Linked DNA regions of Mus musculus: region 2 is linked to region 1. Evidence: chromatin contacts called from public HiChIP or PLAC-seq data. All regions are on one chromosome and are shown on one strand. The core of a region is the stretch at or near the end of the contact, and the rest is flanking DNA. Distances in the headings are between cores, read along the strand shown. Region 1 overlaps Mecom (MDS1 and EVI1 complex locus). Region 2 overlaps Mecom (MDS1 and EVI1 complex locus).

Region 1 (3,042 bases), core at 403-2,902:
AAAGGATATATTACAATTTAACCCAACTCAAACAAGAAAAAAATAATTTAAAAAGCAGTAGACCTTAATGTCCCTGTGCTCCAAACAAATATGTTGCCTGTTCTACTGAGATTATATATAAGTTATCCTGAAATGACAATAGCTCTGTGTCATACACTTTCTTCTAGAACCTTGACATGATTTTTCTTTTCTTTACCAGTTTCTCCCAATAGTGTTTCCATGGGTCTCACTGCCATGGAGACCAAGCTTGTCCCTAAGAGAGGATGAAGTAAAAATAAGTAAATCCAACAGTGTGGATTTCCACCTGAACACAGATGAAACAAATCCAAGAGACGACCATTTTCTCCCAGGGAGTTGCTCAGTGTTGGCATCAAAATGTTTTGCCTGGATCTAACATATATGTTTAGCTATCAGCAGGGAAAGATGTAGTACACAGAGCTAGTGAGACGGTTCTGTGGGTACAGGTAGATGCGGGACAAGCACCACTACTTCAGTTTGATCCCAACCCTACTTTTAAAAAGCTGTCTGCAGTAGAGGGGAGGCATACTTGCCACCCCAGCACTCCTATGTGTGCGTGTAAGTGTAGACATAATTGGCTGGAAGGTACAGAGCAGATCTCCTGAAGAAGAAAGCACAGGAACAGAAATAGTGAGAGAGATGCTGCTTCCAAAACCACATGGAAGAAGAAGACTAACTCCTGAAAAGTGTGCTCTAGTCCCCACAAGTGCCCTGTGGCAAGGAGTGCTCTCTCTAGCTTTCTTCTCTCTCCCTCTCCCCTCTCCCCTCTCCCCTCTCCCTTCTCTCCCCTCTCCCTTCTCTCCCTTCTCCCTTCTCTCCCCTCTCCCCTCTTCCCCCTTGTCTCTGTCTCTGTCTCTCTCTCCTTGCTCGCTCTCTTCTTGCTCTCTCACTCTCTCTTGCTTTCTGTTTCTCTGTCTCTCTTTTTCTCTCCCTCTTTTCCTTCCTTCCTTTATCCCTCCCTCCCTCTCTCCCCTCCCTCCCTCCCTCCCTCCCTCTCTCCCCCCATCATACACAGTAGAGCAAGGGGGTCTATGTGGCAGTAATTCAGTAATGAGAAATGATGAACAGGCAGGAAAGATGGGAGAGTGTATCTAGATTTCGTGCTCCCACTTTCTGGTACCCACTTGTCATGATTTTGCTGATGTAGAGATTGAGGCCAGGATCTGTGACTTCCCAGCATCCTAGTACTTGCAGAGCAGGCCTAGAGCCATTTCCAGATTTTCACGAGGCAGGGATACTGATTCTCTGGAAAAGAAAGTCCTTGTGCAGCAAAGCTGGAGCTGAGCAAACACGAAGAACGTGATGACACACTTCCAGAGAGACAGCCAGCACGAAGATCATGCACCAGAGAAACTGACTCATAAGGGGCCCGTAAATGGGAATTCAGGGTGTTTCTAATCTTAGAGTTAGTTCTAAATAGAATTAAAATGATACCCATGAAGAAAGAAGAAGAGGAAGAAGAATGCTGGAGAAATAGAATGCCCTTGTCAAATGTACCTGGAATTTGTTAATGATCTAATAGACATTATAAACACCAAAGTGTGTCGAAAGTATTTGAAGAAACTGGTCATCCTTTTTCACTTTGTGAGTAATATCTGGGAATGGGATAAAAAATAATGATGGCCTCTAGGGAAGGTTTAAGAATGAGGTAATTTGCATGTTTCTTCCAGAAAACATTGAGTGTATCCTTCTCTTCTGCCAGGATAATTTTAAATGGTTGGCATCTAAACTGAAAAATCTCTGCAAATGTTGATCAATGTCCTGGTGCGGCTCTATATTTATGTCAGTGTGACAGTTCATTCTGGACTTGTACAGTGAAGCTAGGCAACTATTCAGTCTTCATATTTTTATTCAAGGCTTGAAGAAAATCCTAAAGTTCTGGGTAGACCTGAGTCTTAGATTCTGGTTCTTCTAAAGCTAGAGCAACAGCAACTCAACCAAGGAGGGAAAAATGGTCACTTCTCTGGAGAAATCTTGACTATTTATATTATTCCCTCTGCCTCTTCTGTCACATAATATTCTGGCCTTTCTCAACAACCAAGTAAATTTTGTGGACAAATGCTTCCACTTCCATCAGAGATGTAGCCAATAGAGTGTATGCCAATGTAAGCTAAGCTTGATATATTTTCTACAAGAAAATAACTATCCTACATCCCAACTATCAGATGGAGTACTCATCTATGAATGAATAAATTTCAGAGAAATAAGTGTGACAAATATATTGGAACAAAATATACAATGATTCTGAAATGCATAATTAATAGTTGAAGGTGTGTCAGGGTTTATTTACTTATAAAGAAACTATGTGTTTATAGTTTGAAAGTAAAACCCAAAGTTGTGAGGCCAGTTATTCAACTCATGCAGATGGTTGCTAATCTCATGAAGTCTCATCAACATGGCTGCCTAGGCAAGACTTGAACAGTGATGCCATCAATAGACAAGCTAGTGTAGACGGGAGGAATCGAACAGGTCCTCAACTTAGACAATTATGGGCAACTGCACAATTCTGAGTGGCAGATACAGTCTTCCTCCAGGAAGACTCCTTCAGTTGAACATTTGATACAAAGTGGTTGGCCATGATGTCATATACATTTAGGTATACGGGTAACATTATATGGATTTGAGGATGTAGTATATATATATGTGAGTGTGTGTGTGTGTGTGTGTGTGTGTGTGTGTGTGTGTGTGTGTGTGCGTGCGTGTGTGTGTTTATGAGAGAGAGGAGGGAGAGAGAGAAAAGAAAGAGAAAAGAAGAGAGAGAGAAGGAGAGAGCAAGAGGGAGAGAATAATGACAATTAAAGAAGCCACGACTTTGAGATTAACAAGAGAGGTGCATGGGAGGAATTAGAGGGAGGAAAGGGAAAACAATGTGATAACTTCAAAAGTATTATTTTAAAAAGTTACATGTGACCACATACTGATACAGCTATTCTAACTTCTGAGTGACCTGTCTCATTAAAGGTGGCTTAGCCATCCTTGTTCTAAGCCCTGAGTTGAAGACTTCCTGGCTCCTTCTCGGAGGTC
Region 2 (3,042 bases), core at 331-2,830, 130 kb after region 1:
AGGAAACTACTAAGATGAGGAAAATAGATGCTCATGGAGCTGACAAATAGGCTGTAAAGGATTCTATGGAAATCCAGCAGCATAGATTTGGAAGCAGAGGTCTGTCCTATAGAGGTCATTGTCTTAGAGAGGTCACCCATGGGCAGTCTTCAAAGCACCATGATCCCAGAAAAGGGTGAAAGGCAAACACTCGTCATGTTTCAACTCTGGTCCATGTGTGTGACATCTGAGTCTCTATGGCATATTTGTGCCCTAGCCTGCTGACATGGCTTGGCATGTGGAATTTTCCTAATGGTCTTTCAAGCTCCTTTGACTCTCAGTGTTTCAGTTAGCTTCCTTGTTCTGACCTAATCCATTTCTTCCCTCTGGGCCTTGCTACCTGACAGTATTCAAAGCACTTCATTAGTCTGCTGTCAGAAAGATCCAGAATGAGAGAGGGTTGGGAGAGGTAGCAACAGACAGGGCCAAGAGTACAATAGGAATTGAAAACAAATAGCAAATATATACATAAATATATTTCTCATATTATGGTATAGGCCTTGCTAAGCTTCTCTTAAATGGCGATGGAAAGAAATTGCTAGAGCCTTTTGGCATCTATTTACAGAATCCAAGAAAACAAAATAGAGACACTAACGTTCTGTGGGTAAGGCCTAGAGGGAAAGCATGACCTGGTTAATGTTTGGTATATTTTGTTGTTGGTGAGCCTAGTCACCAGTCTATACTGGAAGGCCTGGTAGGACCAGACTCCTTACATGCCCGTCTGTATTCCTTTCACAATGCAACATTTGCCTGAACTCTCTTTTAGCACTACAAAATTTTAAGAGATTTTTGGCAACCTCTGACCTACTGGCTTTTTTTCATAAGCCTTTTATATCCCCAAAGTGGCTTTGCTTCCAATCCATTTAAAGTAGAATAGAAATGCCGGTATTTACATCACAGCTTACTGGCAGGTCGCTTCTCAGGCATCTGCAGTGAGCAGAGTACGGCCTTTCAGCGTTCAGGCCCTATCTACAGCAATTATTTGCCAGCATATCTAAAAGAAGGCAGGCATTTCCTGCTGCACACAAATGGGACACTCTTATCTAAATCACTGTTTAAACAGGTATTTAAGAAAACACTATCACAGGCAGGAATTTACTGATGACGGAACACACTGGTTTAGGGCTGGACTGGATGGTTAAGGACTAGCCATTGTCAAGAAAGGAAGTATATCAGCATGAGGAAGGTATAGAGAATATTTCACAACTCCCCAGGGGTCAAGATGGAGGATCATAAACTTGGGAAAGTGGCCATGAAAAAGGCAGTTGCCTTGAGGTTTCCACCCGGTAACTCCTCTGAACCCTGGAGCCACCTGAGAGGAAGAGCTAGCGAGTTGGGCCAGTTTGTGTCTGGGACCATTCCACTGAAGCCATAGCAGATCCCCATAATGAAAGCTGGAGAACTGCCAAACTGGGCATGCCAAAAGCTTAGAAAATGTATTTCCTGGAAAGACACTTTGAGAATCGATTGGCTCTCCCACAATCCGTAACCTAGGCGAGAGCGTGCTCTGGCTCCCCAGCCCTGCTCTAGCCAGTGCAACTGGAATTTATTCCCAGTGGAGGCTTATAAAGCTGGGCTGTTATTCTCACATTAAGTACACTGCCCTCTGGTGAGGGCTGTGGTTTCTGTGTGGGCAGAATGTGTGGTTTACTATAGCTAATTTGTTTATGTTGTTGACGGTGGTTTCAGAGGAAAGCATGTTAAGAAGTGATCTGATTGGCTTCTTTACCAAGACCGTTTAAAGGTGGCTGAGACATGCTGGAGCATTAATGCGCTGTCACTAATGGGGAACGACTGGTCTCTTTGACCACGGATGTGCTTCACTGGGTTCTGCGTGGGACCTGAGAGCCGCAGTCTCTTTATGAGGGTTATCTAAGTGTGGCTTGGTGGCTCTTGCCAGAAGTACTACCGCCTTGTCTCAGAAGGGGAGCTAAACACTGAAGGAAAAAGTCCAGCCATGACTTCCCTCGCAAGGACACTGAAGAATAGTATATACTGAGAGAAGAGAATCAGACTGTTCCCAGAAGAGGAAAGGCAAAACCTTCCTGGAAGATGGCGATCGGGAGGAAGTAAAGGACCCTGAGAGCCTCACTTCGTGCTTAAGCCAGACTGCGCTGTCTGAGACATGAGTAAGGAGCTTGCGTGAGCTCAGGTCCATTCCACAGAAGAGCTCATGGAGACCTTCCCTACAGCTACAACACAGAAGAACTTTCTTCCAGCCAGGAGTCCTGCATAAGGAAAAGAAAATACTTATGCATGGCTGGCAGAAGAGGGGGTTGTGGCTTGCTGAGAAAGAGGAATGCAAGCGGGCAATTAAACATCCACAGCGCCACACTCGGCTGGAAAGGAAGCAGAGAGTACCCCAAAGAACAAAATTTCCTTAGACTCTCAAACTCAGGGAAGTCTTTTTCTGTTCTGTTTTTGGTCTTGTTTTGTTTTTTTTTTTTTTTTTTTAAATGAGAAGTTGATCCTTGTTATCACAGGTTTGTTAATAAAAGGACAACAGTGATTTGTGTCCTGAGGTAACATGATGAGGAAGGTCCCTCCAGTAAGATCAAACTCTGCTCCATTGTAAATACCATATCTCTGCTGTTAAAAACAAGTCTAGATGTTGCCAACGAGCACAATCTGCCGGCCCATTCTACCCTCTAAAGGGCTGCGGATTGAGTTTTCCGACACCCACCCCATCATGTGAAATGTGAAATCGTTCAAAATTGTGGGGATGGAATGTGACTGAAAACATAAAGGAAAACTTTGGGGTTTTTTTTTGTTTGTTTAATTTCAGAAAACATTATTCATTTTTTAAAACTTTTCAGAAAAATATGAACAGATGTGTGTGTGTATATGTATAGGCATATATGTGTGTGTGTGTGTATGTGTGTGTGTGTGTATGTGTGTGTGTGTGTATGCCAGCCACACTTATGATTGAAGAAGGGGTAATTTCAACATGGTTAAGTGGTAACACAAGCTAGGTATTTAAGGGAATGATATAATATGACAACT

Evidence for each region. HiChIP or PLAC-seq counts read pairs in DNA pulled down with a chosen protein or histone mark.
Region 2: an H3K27ac HiChIP or PLAC-seq map of heart atrium shows a contact between it and region 1, with 5 read pairs. The contact joins two enhancer-like sites. A contact is called at or near these places in 1 of 39 promoter capture datasets (stem cell-derived epiblast-like cells), 1 of 484 Hi-C or Micro-C datasets (the 3T3-L1 cell line), 2 of 115 datasets of contacts at active chromatin or transcription factors (heart atrium and pancreatic cancer cells) and 2 of 9 other capture datasets (adipose tissue and liver).

Annotation. Positions count from the first base shown.
Region 1 is chr3:30,119,684-30,122,725 of GRCm38.p6, forward strand. The region is part of intron 2 of Mecom (MDS1 and EVI1 complex locus); the gene reads right to left. Among named protein-coding and RNA genes, the nearest start is that of Mecomos, 100 kb to the left of the region's middle. Within about 2 kb of position 1,653, at least 36 of the 459 cell types and tissues checked have an H3K27ac peak or open chromatin away from gene starts, as enhancers often do. A contact at or near this core is called in heart atrium and pancreatic cancer cells, where this site is marked.
Region 2 is chr3:30,245,106-30,248,147 of GRCm38.p6, forward strand. All of the region lies in intron 1 of Mecom (MDS1 and EVI1 complex locus), which reads right to left. Among named protein-coding and RNA genes, the nearest start is that of Mecomos, 230 kb to the left of the region's middle. Within about 2 kb of position 1,581, at least 51 of the 459 cell types and tissues checked have an H3K27ac peak or open chromatin away from gene starts, as enhancers often do. A contact at or near this core is called in heart atrium and pancreatic cancer cells, where this site is marked.